2 separate regions of the Triticum aestivum genome follow, and region 1 is linked to region 2. Evidence: chromatin contacts called from public Hi-C data. All regions are on one chromosome and are shown on one strand. Each heading gives the region's core, a stretch centred on a gene start, on an enhancer-like site or on the middle of the called end of the contact. The rest is flanking DNA. Distances are from core to core; before and after follow the strand shown.

Region 1 (7,842 bases), core at 3,211-5,710, 220 kb after region 2:
TGCTCTAAAGTTGCTTCATAATGTTCCTGTTAGCCTGTTTACATTAAGTTCAGTTGTTACCATGGTTGTTCCTAGTGTTCCATGCACCCTATGACCTTGCTATTGCCATGCTTAGCTTCACAAACATGCCTTCTTACTGTTGGGTGCCTTGCCATGTCATGTATTGCTCTGTAGTGAGTTTCACAAGCTCATCTACATGCCTTCATAATTCTGTTTCTACCATGTTTGAATCTGTAATATAACTTGCTATGTTTACATAGGTGCCATCATATTTTCTGATCCTTTTTGGCTTATGGTCAGTAAAGGACTTTTGATCTATGCAATTAGTAGACTCATGTCATGCCTTTTTTTTGCCATGATAAGTTCCTGTAACATGTTGTTTGATAGCTCTAAACATTGCATCGTGATGTTATTTTCTGCAAAGCCTGAATTGTTATAACTTGCAATCTTACCATGTGTGTTTGAGCATGTTCTAGTGACTTATGGAGATATCTCAGTGTTCATGTTTTGTAATGCTTTATGTGTACATCATGTCCATGCCTTTTATTATCATGTTGGGGTGCTGTAGCATGTTGTTTTGATGCTTGCAATATGCCTAGTTGCTGTTTCGGACAGCTTGTCCTTATGACTTGTATAGTGTGCATGTGTTGAACCGTTGCTCCGTTTTGAGTGTGCTCTATATGAAACTTGCTTAGAATTGCATGTAGCTTCATATTATCATGTTGCATCCTTGTTTTGAGGTGTTTGCTTGATGTTTGTATGCATTTTGCATCAATGCCATGTTTAACTTGTTTTGCTCATATCCTCTAGGCCGTAGCTCCGAACTAAATGAACTTTATATGTAACTTGACTAGAATCTCGTGTAGATCATCTTTGTGTATCTTAACCTGTTGTTTAACAACTAGAACATAAGGTTTATTCAGATCTGGACCAATTTCTAAATTTGCATATGAGGACTTACCAGAATTGTTATATGTTGTTCCCGGCCTCATTTAAACTTGCCTTGATGTGTTGCTCTTGTTTGCATGATCTCTTGCCATGAGTAGCTTCATGTAGCCTTGTCATGCATCATGCTTGTTTGTGCATCATGCCTTGTTCATGTTTGGTGTGTTTACTTTGTTGTGTGCTTCTTTTCGATAGTTCCCTTTTCGTTGTGATCGTGAGGATTCGTTCGTCTACGCTTGGTTCGTCTTCGTGGCTTCGTCTTCTTCATGGACTCATTCTCTTCCTTGCGGGATTTCAGGCAAGATGACCGCTACCCTGGATCTCACTACTATCATTGCTATACTAGTTGCTTCGTTCTATCGCTATGCTGCGCTACCTATCACCTGTTTATCGAGCCATCCCAAATTGCCATGAACCTCTAACCTTTGACACATTTCCTATGCAAACCATTGATTGGCTATGTTACCGCTTTTGCTCAGCCCCTCTTATAGCGTTGCTAGTTGCAGGTGAAGTTGAAGATTTCTCCATGGTGGACAGGATTTTGGTTGGGATATCACAATATCTCTTATATTATTAATGCATCTATATACTTGGTAAAGGGTGGAAGACTTGGCCTTTTGCCTAGTGTTTTGTTCCACTCTTGCCGCCCTAGTTTCCATCATACCGGTGTTATGTTCCCGGATTTTGCGTTCCTTACGCGGTCGGGTGATTTATGGGACCCCCTCGACAGTTCGCTTTGAATAAAACTCTTCCAGCAAGGCCCAACCTTGGTTTTACCATTTGCCTCACCACCACCTACCCTTTCCCTTGGGTCGGCCAACCCGAGGGTCATCTTTATTTTAGCCCCCCCGGGCCAGTGCTTGTCTAAGTGTTGGTCCGAATCGAGTAGACTGCGGGGCCACCTCGGGGCAACTCGAGGGCTGGTTTTACTCGTAGGATGTCTCATCCGGTGTTGCCCTGAGAACGAGATATGTGCAGCTCCTATCGGGATTGTCGGCGCATCGGGCGGCTTTGCTGGTCTTGTTTTACCATTGTCGAAAAGTCTTGTAAACCGGGATTCCGAGTCTGATCGGGTCTCCCTGGGAGAAGGTCTATTCCTTCGTTGATCGCGAGAGCTTGTCATGGGCTAAGTTGGGACACCCATGCGGGGTATAATCTTTCGAAAGTCGTGCCTGCGATTATAGGCAGATGGGAATTTGTTAATGTCCGGTTGTAGATAACTTGACACCAGATCCGAATTAAAACGCATCAACCGCGTGTGTAGCCGTGATGGTCTCTTCTCGGCGGAGTCCGGGAGTGAACACGGTTTCTGGGTTATGTTTGACGTAAGTAGGAGTTCAGGATCACTTCTTGATCATTGCTAGCTTCACGACCGTTCCGCTTGTTCTCTTCTCGCTCTTATTTGCGTATGTTAGCCACCGTATATGCTTAGTCGCTGCTGCAGCCTCACCACTTTACCCCTTCCTTTCCCTTTAAGCTTTGCTAGTCTTGATACCCATGGTAATAGGATTGCTGAGTCCTCGTGGCTCACATATTACTACAACAACAGTTGCAGGTACAGGTTTATGCGATGATCTTGACGTGAGCGCGATGTTTGCTTGTATTGGAGTTCTTCTTCTGCTTCTTCTTCGATCAGGGGATAGGTTCCAGGTCGGCAGCCTGGGCTAGCAGGGTGGATGTCGTTTGAGTTTCTGTTTGTGTTTCATCCGTAGTCGGATGATGCTCTTATGTATTGTGATGTTGTATCCGTGTGGCATTGTATGCCTTTTGTATGTATCCCCATGTATTATGTAATGTTGATGTAATGATATCCACCTTGCAAAAGCGTTTTAATATGCGGGTCTATCCTTGGTGGGACCTTCGAGTTCCTTTTGGATAGGGTCGCATATTGGGCGTGACACCCCCACTTGAATTGCTTTGCAGGAATGCCCGAATTCACCTTGTCCATGGCCCAAAGGAGGATCTCCAACATGTGCTTTGGCTCGTTCGCCAGAAACAACCGCGCTTCCTTCTCCTTTGACACCGAATCCACCACCGCATGCGCCTCCATCTTTATCTCGTCCCTTGACTGAACCATGAGCAGCGTGCGGCCTTACGAGTTTGCACGCACCCCCTCCTGCGAACCCCCCACAGCTTCTCGTCGCTGGCAACCATCTCCGCCATCGCCGCCTTTCGAGAACTCAGCACAGACGGAAGAGTGTTGCTGAGAACGCAAGGGGTGAGAAGCTCGGAATGAATGCTATCTCGAAACGACGTACCTCGCTGGGGTGGAGAGTGGGAAGTAGATGCTCCATTTACCCGCTCACCCTCCGCCATGCCCGCGGATCGAGGAGACCTCCTCGTGTCCAGTGGCGGAGACAGGCCCACGCCTGGGGCATGAGGCACATATCCTTTTTACACTGTAGCAGTTTATTGTATATGATTGCTATTGTATACGAAGGCGGCCCGGGGCGGCCCGTGGGGCTGGCTCCGCCCCTGCTCGTGTCGACACGGTCACACAGACGTGCAACGTGACACGGAAACTGCACCATGGTGTACGAAGCCAAAAATTTCTCCCTCTCGACACGCCCACAAATCCACCACAAATCCCTCGCCGTCAAGGAGGACGCGATCTGGTGTGTCTCCAATCGCCGGGAAACCGCCCTCTGTCGATAGACGAGCAATCTCACGGCGAGGTGTACCGCACGGAGACGTGCGATGCACGAAAAGCCATCCGCCGAAACTCAACATGATGAAGGCATACATGAGCATGTAGATTGTAGAGCGGGCTTAAGTATGATGAAGCTGGGTTTCAGCAGTCGTTGGCCGCGGAGTGTTGCTATAGGCAGGAGTAGTATGTGTTACTTGGGTTTCAAACCTTGTTCAGTCTAGAACGCAACGCAGATGCATGCATACACGAGGGAGCTCTCAGGGCGATACGTGATCGCAGCGAGCGCGACGGGCGGGCACGTGATCCGGCCGACGGAGCCGTGCGCGTTTGAAAATTGGACCCGACGGTGGCACGTTCGCCCGATGCACGCACGCACGCGCGATTGCCGTCCCGGTGCAACGAGAGTGCGAGCGAGAGAAAGAGGGGGTGGTGGAGCGCGCGCGTGTGTGTGTGGGTGGGTGGGTAGGAAAGGGACGTGGGCGGGCGGGGGGGACATGCACGGCCTGGCGCCTGGCCACTACCATCCAAGCCTTGCCCTGCTAGCTGCTGATCCGGCTGCCCGCTGCTGCGCCGGCCGGGCAAAAGGCAAAGCGAAAGCCGCGCGGCGGGTGCGTGGGCTGCCGGGCCGTGTGACGTGCGTACGTTCCTGCCCTTCTGCGCGCGCGGCGCGGCCAGGGAGGGAGGGAGGGAGGTGGCGTGGGTCGTACGCGCTCCGCGGGGTGGTGGTTGATCTGGCGCGCGCGTGCCAGGGCGTCCGTGGAGGTGGAGATCAACAAGCAAGGCGCGCGTGTGAATTGTGATGGATGGCGAGCCGGTGGATGGTTCTGGGGGGATCTGGTCGTGTGCAGAAACAACGGTGGGAGTGGGACGTAACGGGCGGCATGCACGCGCGTACCACCTGCGCGTCCGTCGCATGCACCGCACCGCACCGCACCTACCTGGGCGGATCGGTGGCACGGGTCCAAAGTTCGAAACCGCTCTGCCAAAAGCAGCGGACCGGACCGGACCGGACCGTGGTAGGCATCCTATGCAGTGTCGAGACACAGATGGAGGCAGGAAGAGGACAAGGGAGGGAAGGGGCAGGTGTCTTCGCGGCCAAGAAAAGCACACCGCAACGGGCGGAGGGAGGCAGGAACCGCCCGCTGGTGTGGGGACCCACCAAAGTCCAGTTCACCCAGACCCAGACCCAGACCCAGCTTTGCTCGCTGGGCAGCGCGGGCCAGCCGTGGCATTGCATGCATGATCTCGTCTCGTCCTCAGCTGTGACCACCTCTGCTCCCTTCTCGGCCTGCCATTGGCGATGGCCGTTGCCGTGCATCCCTTTCGCTCCTCCCCCACCATCTTTTTCCTTCCCCGGCTTCCATCGGGATTGGGATTGGGATTGGGATTGGGATTGGGATTGGGGAACACGCAGACGCAGGCGACAGAGGAGAGGGTGGTGGGGTGGGGTGGGCAGAATCGCGACGCAGCTCTGGGGCGGGGCTCCGGCGATCTCCCTGTCGGGCCTGCAAAGCCGAGTACGTACTAGAGCATATCCCAATGCATGCATGGTAGCCCCACAACCCACACGACACGACCATGACCAGGGGAGGGAACGGAGGGAGCGGGATCAAGTGTGGCCATGTGCAAAAGCTGCATGCATGCATCCATCTTCTTTCTTTTCCAACCACCCAAGTTTTCACAGTGCTGCCACCTTTTGCTTTACTCTATCATCTCCCCTTGCTTCCCTTCGGTAATTTCATTTCTGTGCAATGGTTTTTACTCGTTTGGATCTCTCTTTTTGATCAGCATGCACCGAGGGAGGCAGCACCGCCAATGTGCAGCAGCCGCGTCTTCTTCTTTTTTAGACGGAACGGGGCATAACCATCTTACGAAATGCTGTTACAAAAAAACTGTACTGTAAAAAACCCATTCTAGTTTCGTAACATGGATGGATCTGCGCTATGTTACGGCAGCGAAAACTTACATCCTGTAGCAACCACAAAGACAAGTTTGTGACATGAAATTCTAGTTACAAACTTCCATCCTCACAACCATCTTACGATTTGGATCTCAACCATCCACTGCTGCTACAAACCCAAGGGATTCAGCAACATCTGTTCACTACTACTTCAGTTACTCTGAATCTTTGACGAATAACTGCAACCAAAAGACTACGAAACTGACGGTTTACTGCACGGAGGGAAAGCAGGCAGAAATGGTCTTTGCAACTCATCAAACAGGCCTCGCAAGGGTTATTATAAACAAATTCAAAACATTTCAGTGTGGATTCAGCTAGAGCATCATTTTGTATTCAACGATTTCTTCACACCCCGAAGGGCACCCCACATGACAGTTGATACAATGAAGAGTAGCACCCCGGTGCCAATGGCGTGCTTCAGACCAAGGTTCATGAGCAAGTTTACCAGCAACCCCGCAAGAACCACTCCCACCAAGTTGGCGGACAAGCCTGACCAGAAGGGCATGCCCAGGACGGACGCGATGATGGCGCCGGTCCATGCTCCCGTGCCTGGGAATGGGACGGCGACGAACAGCATGAGCCCGAGCCACTGGAACTCCTCGACAGGTGCGGCCTTCCGTCGCGCCCGCTCAAAGAGGAGGTCCATTATCTGGGTCGCCCAAGCGCTTCTCTGCGAGAGGAAGGTTGCGAGTTTCTTCAGGTAGAGGATGATGAATGGCACAGGCACCATGTTCCTGGAGAAACAAAGAGTAGATATAAAGTTCTGTGCATATATAGCATGAAACATTTTCTCAAGAGAGATGACAAGTTGCTGACACTAGAGTGACAACTGGCAATTTACATTTTAGTCAGGCCATTGTAAAATGACAGTAAAACATCATCACGGCCCTATATATCAATCACCAGGATCAAATACTACTAACATCAATGCTGAATAGCACTTGGCTTCCACATCATCTGGATTTTATGCACGCGGATGCCACATCACCTTCCTGCCCACACCCTCCTCTCTCACTCTCTCCCTATCTCTACTGTCTTCTGCACGCTACAGAAATGGAAGTGCAGATTTTCTCTGAATGTTGATGTATTGGAGTTCTTCTACTGGGATGCGTCTTCTCTCGTGAGGTTTGGGCAGCGGTTCTGACGGCTTCGGGGAAGATAGACTGGATGCCTCACCTGAATACAGACTTGGTTGACTGGTGGAGCTCGCGAGTGACCGAGGGGCGGAGTGCCAGGGATACTCGAACAGCGGTCTTGCTTGTTGACATAGTGTTCAACAGCGCGGCTTCGTCCACGTGTGTGGTTCTTCAGAAGGTTTTGCGACGAAGCGAGGGACTGGAAGTCGGCAAAGCTACTGAGCTCTGCTCTTCCGATGAAGTTAGATGTGGGGTGGGCTGTTAGTGCGTAGTTGATTCGGGAATATTGGGCCTCCGGCTGGCTGGAGGTGTTGTAACTGGTTTCCGGTGTTGTATTGGCCACTTTGGCTTTGCTTCTTCTATGATACTGATGCATCCACTGGGATCTATCCTTGAAAAAAAATGTATTGGAATTCTGCAGGAGGTTGTCAAAGACGTTTCAAATAGAGGTGACGCTGACCTTTGTAGTAGTGAAAGGTGGGCAGTAGTTTAGTCAGGTGGTTTGGGCTTAAGAGGGAAGAGCTTGAGAGGAAGATCGACATGTTCATCTCATCCTCTCACAAACTGAATACCTGTACTCCAATGTTAGTACCATGTCCTAGTTTCTCTCAGGGGAAGGGGGCTCCTATGGCTTGTCCATATTGTAGTGCCAATTCTCCTGAAAATGCTAGCAGTGTGGTGCATTCATCTTATTGATGTCGATTCAAAAGAAGAAACAAGTCGCTTGTATAAGTTGTACTGCATTCATGCAATCCACATAACACATTGCTTCCAACCAAGAATTGATCGCATGCACGGATCTATAATGGATTGATGATCCCCAGAATTCCTCAAAAAGACAAATCAAAAGGAGAGGGGATGCAATCATCTCACTGCTATTCAGAGGTGATAGGCAAAGTCGGTGAGAAGGAGGCGATGGAGAGCTCTCACTGGTAGGCATGCTGTGCAGCTGACTTCAATACTGAGTCACCGACACAACATGGAGTTATCAGTGGGCTTTGTGTGCTGGACGGAGAGCGAAAAGGAGAGCCAGCGCGCCCAGGCAGGTAAAGTCGTGCAACATGCTCGAGCGCCTTTTCCGGGAGTGCATCAGCCAGCAGCTCTCAGATAGTCGAGGTGTGAGTGACACAGGATTGGATTCCGGGATTGGT
Region 2 (6,913 bases), core at 208-2,707:
AAAGACACAGGAGACCAAAGAAAAGGTGCATGAGACGGGGAGGCCCTCTTTGATCGCCACCCACATGGATGATATCGGATCTCACAACCTCCCGTGTACTATATAGCAAGCCAAAACGGATCCCAAGAATCTGCAACCAAGACCGCAAAGTTGCCCAAAAAATGACTAGTACTTCTTCTAGCTTCCAAGACGAGAACAACAGAGCCGAAAACAAGAAGCGGTAGCTAGTGCTTGCTTGATGGCTTTTGCATGCATGGAGGAAATTAGCTTTCTCTCTCGCTTTCCAAGAACTCACTGCTCATCCAACAACAGCAGAAAACCATCCGAAAACGCCAAGATTTTCAAGCCAAAAAAGAGCAAGGCCGAGGTGTGCGTGTAGCGAGAGCGCTCGACCAAACATCCATGGACGGATGGGGACGGAGACGCACGTCGTCGCATGGACAAAAACGAAAGCAGATCGAGCGGGAAAAAAGAACGCCATCACTACAAGCGTACGTACACCGTGGTAGATCTGAACAAGAACTAGCGCGGACAAGAGAAAAACGCACGACAGCATGCAGGGAACGCCAGATCTGAACAAGAACTACTACTCTAGCTAGTTCGTGAACGGAGATGGTACGCAGGGAGGGGGATGGGCATCAGCTCACATCGTAGTGGAAGAGGTTGTTGTCGGCGACGTTGACGAGGAAGTGGTTGGCGCGGATCATCACCTTCTTGCCGACTGTGCCGGCTCCGGGACGCGCGGGGTGGGCGAGCCCCTTCTTGGACACCGGCGCCAGGTCCACCTCGGGGGCCTTCTCCTCCTCGGGCTGCGTCGCCGCGACCGCCGCCGCGGCCGCGGCGGCGGGCGGCGCCAGCGCGGTCTCCGTGACGAAGAGCTTCTGCTCCAGCTCCTTGGCGACGGCCGCGGGGGTCGGTGGAGCGGGGGCGGGGGCGGAGACGCGGGCCGGCTGGAACGGACGCGCGGCCGGCGAGGGCGTCGGAGCAGGGGCGCGGATGGTGGCCGGCGTGGGCGAGGGCGCGCGGATGGTGACCGGCGTCGGGGAGGGCGCGCGGACGGCGGCGTAGGGTGCCGGCGCGGGGTTGCGGACGACGACGCCGTGCTGGTAGGCGCCCTGGTGCGGCCCCGTGGCGTTGGGGTTGTGGTAGACGGCGACGGCCGGCGCGTACTGCGCCGGCCCGGCGGGACGCGGCGCCGACGGAGCGCCCGGAGGCGGCCAGACGAAGCCCGTGGGCCCGCGGCCGCCCCCGCGCCCTCCTCCCGCCGGCGCGCCCCGGCCTCCGCCGTACTGCTGGTCTCCCCGGCCGCCTCCCCGGCCTCCGCCTCCGCGGTAGGCCATGGCGGGAGAGCTGTGGTGGTGGTGGTGGGAGGGCTGCGCTACGGTGGTGGCGGCGGTGGATTGGGGAGGAAGAAAGGAGCGTGGAGGCGTGGGAGGGAGCGGATGAGGACGGCGGTGAGTTGGTGGGAGGATCGGCGCGGCCGAGGCGGCTTTTATAGGCGGGGCGGTGAGCGAGTGGGGTGGCGAAACCCTAGCGAGCGGTGTGGTGAGCGCATGGCGTGGTCCGTACGTGGGAGAGGGAGGGGGAGGTGCGCCGAATTTCGCGGTTCTGTCCGGACCGGCGTGTAAAAGGCCGTCGTCCAGAGGAGAAATATCTGGGTTCGCTTCGGGTGCGCGGATCGGAACGCGCGCGCGGGGGGCCGGCCTCGGAAATGCGCCGCGGCGCGAGGGGCCTTTCTGCAAACTGCGCAGCTGCGCGCGCCTGGGTTGCTTTAGTAAAAAAAGTAACCATGGTAGAGCGGGAGTGGTTAACCAGGGTTGGCGCTGGGTCACGTGCCAGCAAACGGTACTGTAGACGGACCGGGGGTTTGATTCCCATCCACCAACAATGATTGAGCTGCCAACGGGTGCGAAAATCTTTGATTCTTTTTCTTTTTTGAACATGCACTTTCTTGATCATTTCATTAAAGACTAAGTATGTGGAAGTGAAATTAATTCTGGTGCCCAAAAACAATTAATTCCGCTGCACTGGTAGAACCCGGCCTTTGTGGCGTCTCTCCCCAGGTTAAATGCAAATGATAAAGATAGATAGTAGCAAGGTAGCACGGCAAATAAAAGGAGAAATTGTGTAGAAGAATTCAGTAATGGAGAATAGACCCAAGGGACATAGGTTCACTAGTGGTATCTCTCTCGAAAGTAGGCGAATGTCATGGTAAACAAATTACAGTTGGACAACTGACCGAATTGCAATATTCATGACTATGATCATTCATGGCATAATCTCATATAGGCACTACGTTCGTGATAAGTAGACCGTTAATCGAACTGTACCTACTACTAACAATCCACCCTGGAACCGCTATCCAGCGTGCATCTCATGGTATTAAGTTTGTAACAAATAGAATATAGCAGTAAGAAATATGACATAATATAGACAAGAAGAAGTCAATCAATATGACAAAACCCCATCGTTTTATCCTTAGTGGAAACAATAGATACGTGCCTTAGCTCTTATTGTCACCGGGTTTGATCACCGCACGATTGAACCCACTACAAAGCACCACTCCCTCCGAAGGAAAATCCATCAGACTTGACCAAAGAAGATAGATAGATCGGAAAGCATGCAAAGCTATTTAATTATACAACAAGAAAACCTCAAAAAATTCAATTGATTTCAATGAAAAATCTGATCATAAAGTGGAAATTCATCATGTCCCAACAAACAGACCACCAATTACATTAAATTGATCCCGATCATATGAGAAGGCTCACAAGAACATGGTATTGAAGATCCAAAAGGAGATAGAGAACCATCTAGCTACTACTATGGACCCTAAGGTCCTAATGAGCTACCCACACATCATCATGGGGGCAGCAAGACTGATGAAGATGGCTCCGACAATGGTTTCCCCCTTAGGAACAAGCCTCTAGATGGGATCTTTGCGAAACAGGAACTCGCGGTGATGATAAAATTCTTCTAAAAATATGGCGGAGGGTTTCGGTATTTATAGGGATTTACGGCGGTGGAATCAATGTAAGGCGGTGCAAAGGGGTCCCACGCGACCTAGGGGCGTGCCCTACCTCCTTGGGGACGCGGGGTGGCCGTTTGGGCCCCCTGCAGCTCCTCTCGCTCTCTCCTGAAGCTTATAGGGTCCCTTGTTACCCAAAAAACCGTATTAAATTGGAAAGTGATTTTGACCTCTGTATATATTGATTCCCTATGAAACCAAAAACAATCAGAAAACAGGAGCTGACAGTGGACAATAATTTAATAGGTTAGTCCAAAAATAATATAATTGCTATAAAAAGTATATGAAAATGATGATAAATAGCATGAAACAATAAAAAATTATAGATACGTCTGAGATGTATCAGCATCCCCAAGCTTCATTCTTGCTCTTCCTCGAGCAGGTAAATGATTTACAAACATATTTTTTGGTGTTGAATTCTACTCATCATAATATTGATCAAATGATGTAACGTGGTGTGAACCCAAGAAAAAAGTGATTCAAAGCAATAATCTATAGTTGTTCACAAGCAAGTAACATCAAAATGTGTAAAGAAAAATTACTATTGCTTTTCATGGATTAATGTTTTCATGTAATACCAATCAATACTCATATGTCAAATTCATGTCCCCATCACTCAAGGCTTTATCGTATTAAAACATTTTATTATAACACAACCTATAACTTCAGTCAAACAATCAAATCCATGGCAAACCCTTTCCAACTACTTAGTACTTTGCTTAATGCTCAATTTACAAGCCTTGGTCTTAGATGGAAAATAGAATAATGATGGGGATTTATAAGAAGACAAAAGTATGAAAGTCAAACATCAATGCAGCTGATAAGCTCTCCTGATGTAACTAAGTTGGTGTGCATCCAACTTGCTTGCTCATTAAGACCTCCAGCATTTGACGAAGCTCTTCATCATAATAAACAAGCCAAGTTCCATGATGTAAAAATCACACTAGCATATGAAATGAGGAATATGAAAACTTTCTACATGAAGTACATGGTACTACTTTGAAGCAAAAGTGTATATAAAGGATAGTAGTGTGCCCCTCTCTCTTTTTCTCTCATTTTTTGGGTAGACTCTTTTTGGACTCTTTTGTTGGGCTCTTTTGGCCTCTTTTTATATCTCACAGGTAGAATCATACTCTAATGAACACCACACTTTTATTTACTAATAACTCTGAAATTAAAATAATGAATACAAATGAATGCCTCTCGAAGTGTACCAAGATGTGCAATGATCAAGCATAGCATGTAAAACAATGATGAACAATGGCCTTGCCACAACTATCATGTCATCTCTATATACGATCATGCAAAGCAAAATGACAATGAAATCATAAGTCATGTAATGAAAAGTAACAATGGAAGCTGCATGGCAATATATCTCGAAATGGCTATGGAAATGCCATAATAGGTAGGTATGATGACTATTTTGAGGAGAAAGGTGGTTTATGTGTAGAAGGACAAGAGGAAGTCCTCCCATGGGGTTTGGATATACCGGTGAAGGATGCACCATGTCTCAAGGTGAGAGTGGGCAATGCATGAGGCTAGCAAAATCTAGATAGGTTGAAGTTCATATAAAGACTACAACTCATAAATCAAAAACATCTCACGAATACTTCCTAGTGTACACCAAGTTAACAATGACAATGACTACTCCAAGGGGTGAGTTTGATGAACCATTGATGTCTACAATGGAACTTTATTCTTGTAGACTCTTTTGGTCCTCCAAGCGCAGAGTTTTGTAGGACAACAAAAAAATTCCCTCAAGTGGATGACCTAAGGTTTATCAATCCGTGGGAGGTGTAGGATGAATACGGTCTCTCTTAAGCAACCCTGCAATCAAATACAAGAAATCTCTTGTGTCCCGAACACACCCAATACAATTGTAAATTGCATAGATGAACCAGTTCGGTGAAGAGATATTGATAGAAGTGTAGTATGGATACTAGATATAGGTTTTTGTAATATGAAATGATAAAACAGCAAGGTAGCAAGTGATAAAAGTGAGCTTAGATGGTATTGCAATGCTTGAAAACATGGCCTAGGGTTCATAATTTCACTAGTGTCATCTCTCAACATTACTAACATAATTGAATCGTATGAAAATCCCTCAAAGTGTGGTCAAGAATTGTTACAAAGTTTCTGTAAGGGCATATTTCACCCTGTGTGGTTTTGGTGATTGATGACAATGCATTTGCGGACTAATCGTGTGCATTGAGCATTTCAGATATCTCAGGTCTAGGCACAAGACAATTTGTTGCCCCTCGGAGCCTAGTGAAGATGACGTTTCTCTACGTTTCTTTTCCGTGGATCTGAGTCGTAGGAAAGCCGTACTATTAAGAGGGGGTCCGCTTTAGAAAGGTTAGGGTGGAATCAACACATACACGTCTGTCCCTTTGCACCACCTTTCCTTTGCTTCTTCGGAGCATCGACCGTTTATCCGTGTCTTTGCAAAATGAAGGACTCCAAGTGGTATTGTGCTGTGGCAGCGGTAGTACTGCTCAAGGGTGCAGTAGTACCGCAGTGGCCCATGGTAGTACATGCCAGGGACGCGGTAGTACCGTGTAGTGCGGTAGTACTGCTCCTCGGGCGTGGTAGTACCATGGCCTCTAGCCAGCATGGCAACACGAGCGGTAGTAGGGGCGGATGTAACTTTTTACATACGCGCCCTACGCGGTAGTACCGCTCCCTGTATGCGGTAGTACCGTGTCGGATTTTTGCACAGATCGAAACTCAGGGGAAGTAGCCACAAATGTAATTTTATTCGTCTGTGCCTTCCCAACCTAGTCGAACCCTGCCTTGTGGTAGTACCGCAAGGACACGCGGTAGTACCGCTCCGGCGGTTCTACAGCTCGTTGCGTCAATGCAACAGGGCCTCATCTGGTCTCTGCCGCCGGAGCGGTAGTACCGCACCGCCTAGCGGTAGTACCGCAAGTTGGTGCGGTAGTACCGCATGTCACGGGCTGGAGAAGTGGGTAACGGTTGGATTTTTCCTCTCACTATATAAGGGGGGGTCTTCTTCTCCGAGTTGACTACCTCTTCCATCCCCAAGCTCCATTGTTGCTCAAAGCTCCATTTTCGCCCGATCTCTCTCCCTAGCCAATCAAACTTGTTGATTCTCTAGGGATTGGTTGAGAAGGCCTCGATCACACTTCCACCAAGAGAAATTTGATTCCCCCCACTAATCCCTTGCGGATCTTGTTACTCTTGGGTGTTTGAGCACCCTAGATGGTTGAGGTCACCGCAGAGCCATAGTCCATTATGGTGAAGCTTCGTGGTGTCGTTGGGAGCCTCCAATTAAGTTGTGGAGATTGCCCCAACCTTGTTTGTAAAGGTTCGGTCGCTGCCTCCAAGGGCACCAATAGTGGAATCACGGCATCTCGCATTGTGTGAGGGCGTGAGGAGAATACGGTGGCCCTAGTGACTTCTTGGGGAGCATTGTGCCTCCACAATGCTCCAACGGAGACGTACTTCCCCTCAAAGGGAAGGAACTTCGGTAACACATCCTCGTCTCCATCAACTCCGCTTTGGGTTATCTCTCACCTTTACTTGTGCAAGCTTATATTGTGTTGTATCTTTTTCTTGCTTGTGTGCTTGTTGTTGTTGAATCATATAGGTTGCTCACCTAGTTGCACATCTAGACAACCTACTTTGATGCAAAGTTTAATTTGATAAAGAAAAGCTAAAAATTGTTAGTTGCCTATTCACCCCCCTCTCTAGTCAACTATATCGATCCTTTCAATTAGTATCGGAGCCTCGTCTCTTTATTAAGGACTTTACCGTCTGAAGAGTAAAGTTAACACCGTAGACGGTGAGGAGGAGCATCCCGGTGTGAATCCATCCTCGTCTATGGCCGATGGGGGATCCTCGGTCTCACGTGAGGAAATCAAT

Evidence for each region. A called contact is a pair of places that touch in the nucleus more often than the background predicts.
Region 1: a Hi-C map of leaf shows a contact between it and region 2, with 5 times the contacts expected there. The contact joins the enhancer-like site here to the promoter of LOC123113746 in region 2. A contact is called at or near these places in 2 of 5 Hi-C or Micro-C datasets (both in leaf).

Annotation. Positions count from the first base shown.
Region 1 is chr5B:626,895,586-626,903,427 of IWGSC CS RefSeq v2.1, forward strand. LOC123113748 reads right to left here. Exons shown (of 2, transcript XM_044535059.1): 2 at 5,807-6,289. The coding sequence ends at 5,878. Among protein-coding and RNA genes, the nearest start is that of LOC123113748, 8.6 kb to the right of the region's middle. Within about 2 kb of position 4,461, at least 6 of the 8 cell types and tissues checked have an H3K27ac peak or open chromatin away from gene starts, as enhancers often do. A contact at or near this core is called in leaf, where this site is marked.
Region 2 is chr5B:626,680,570-626,687,482 of IWGSC CS RefSeq v2.1, forward strand. LOC123113746 (protein argonaute MEL1) reads right to left here and starts at 1,458. Exons shown (of 22, transcript XM_044535058.1): 1 at 648-1,458. The coding sequence starts at 1,340.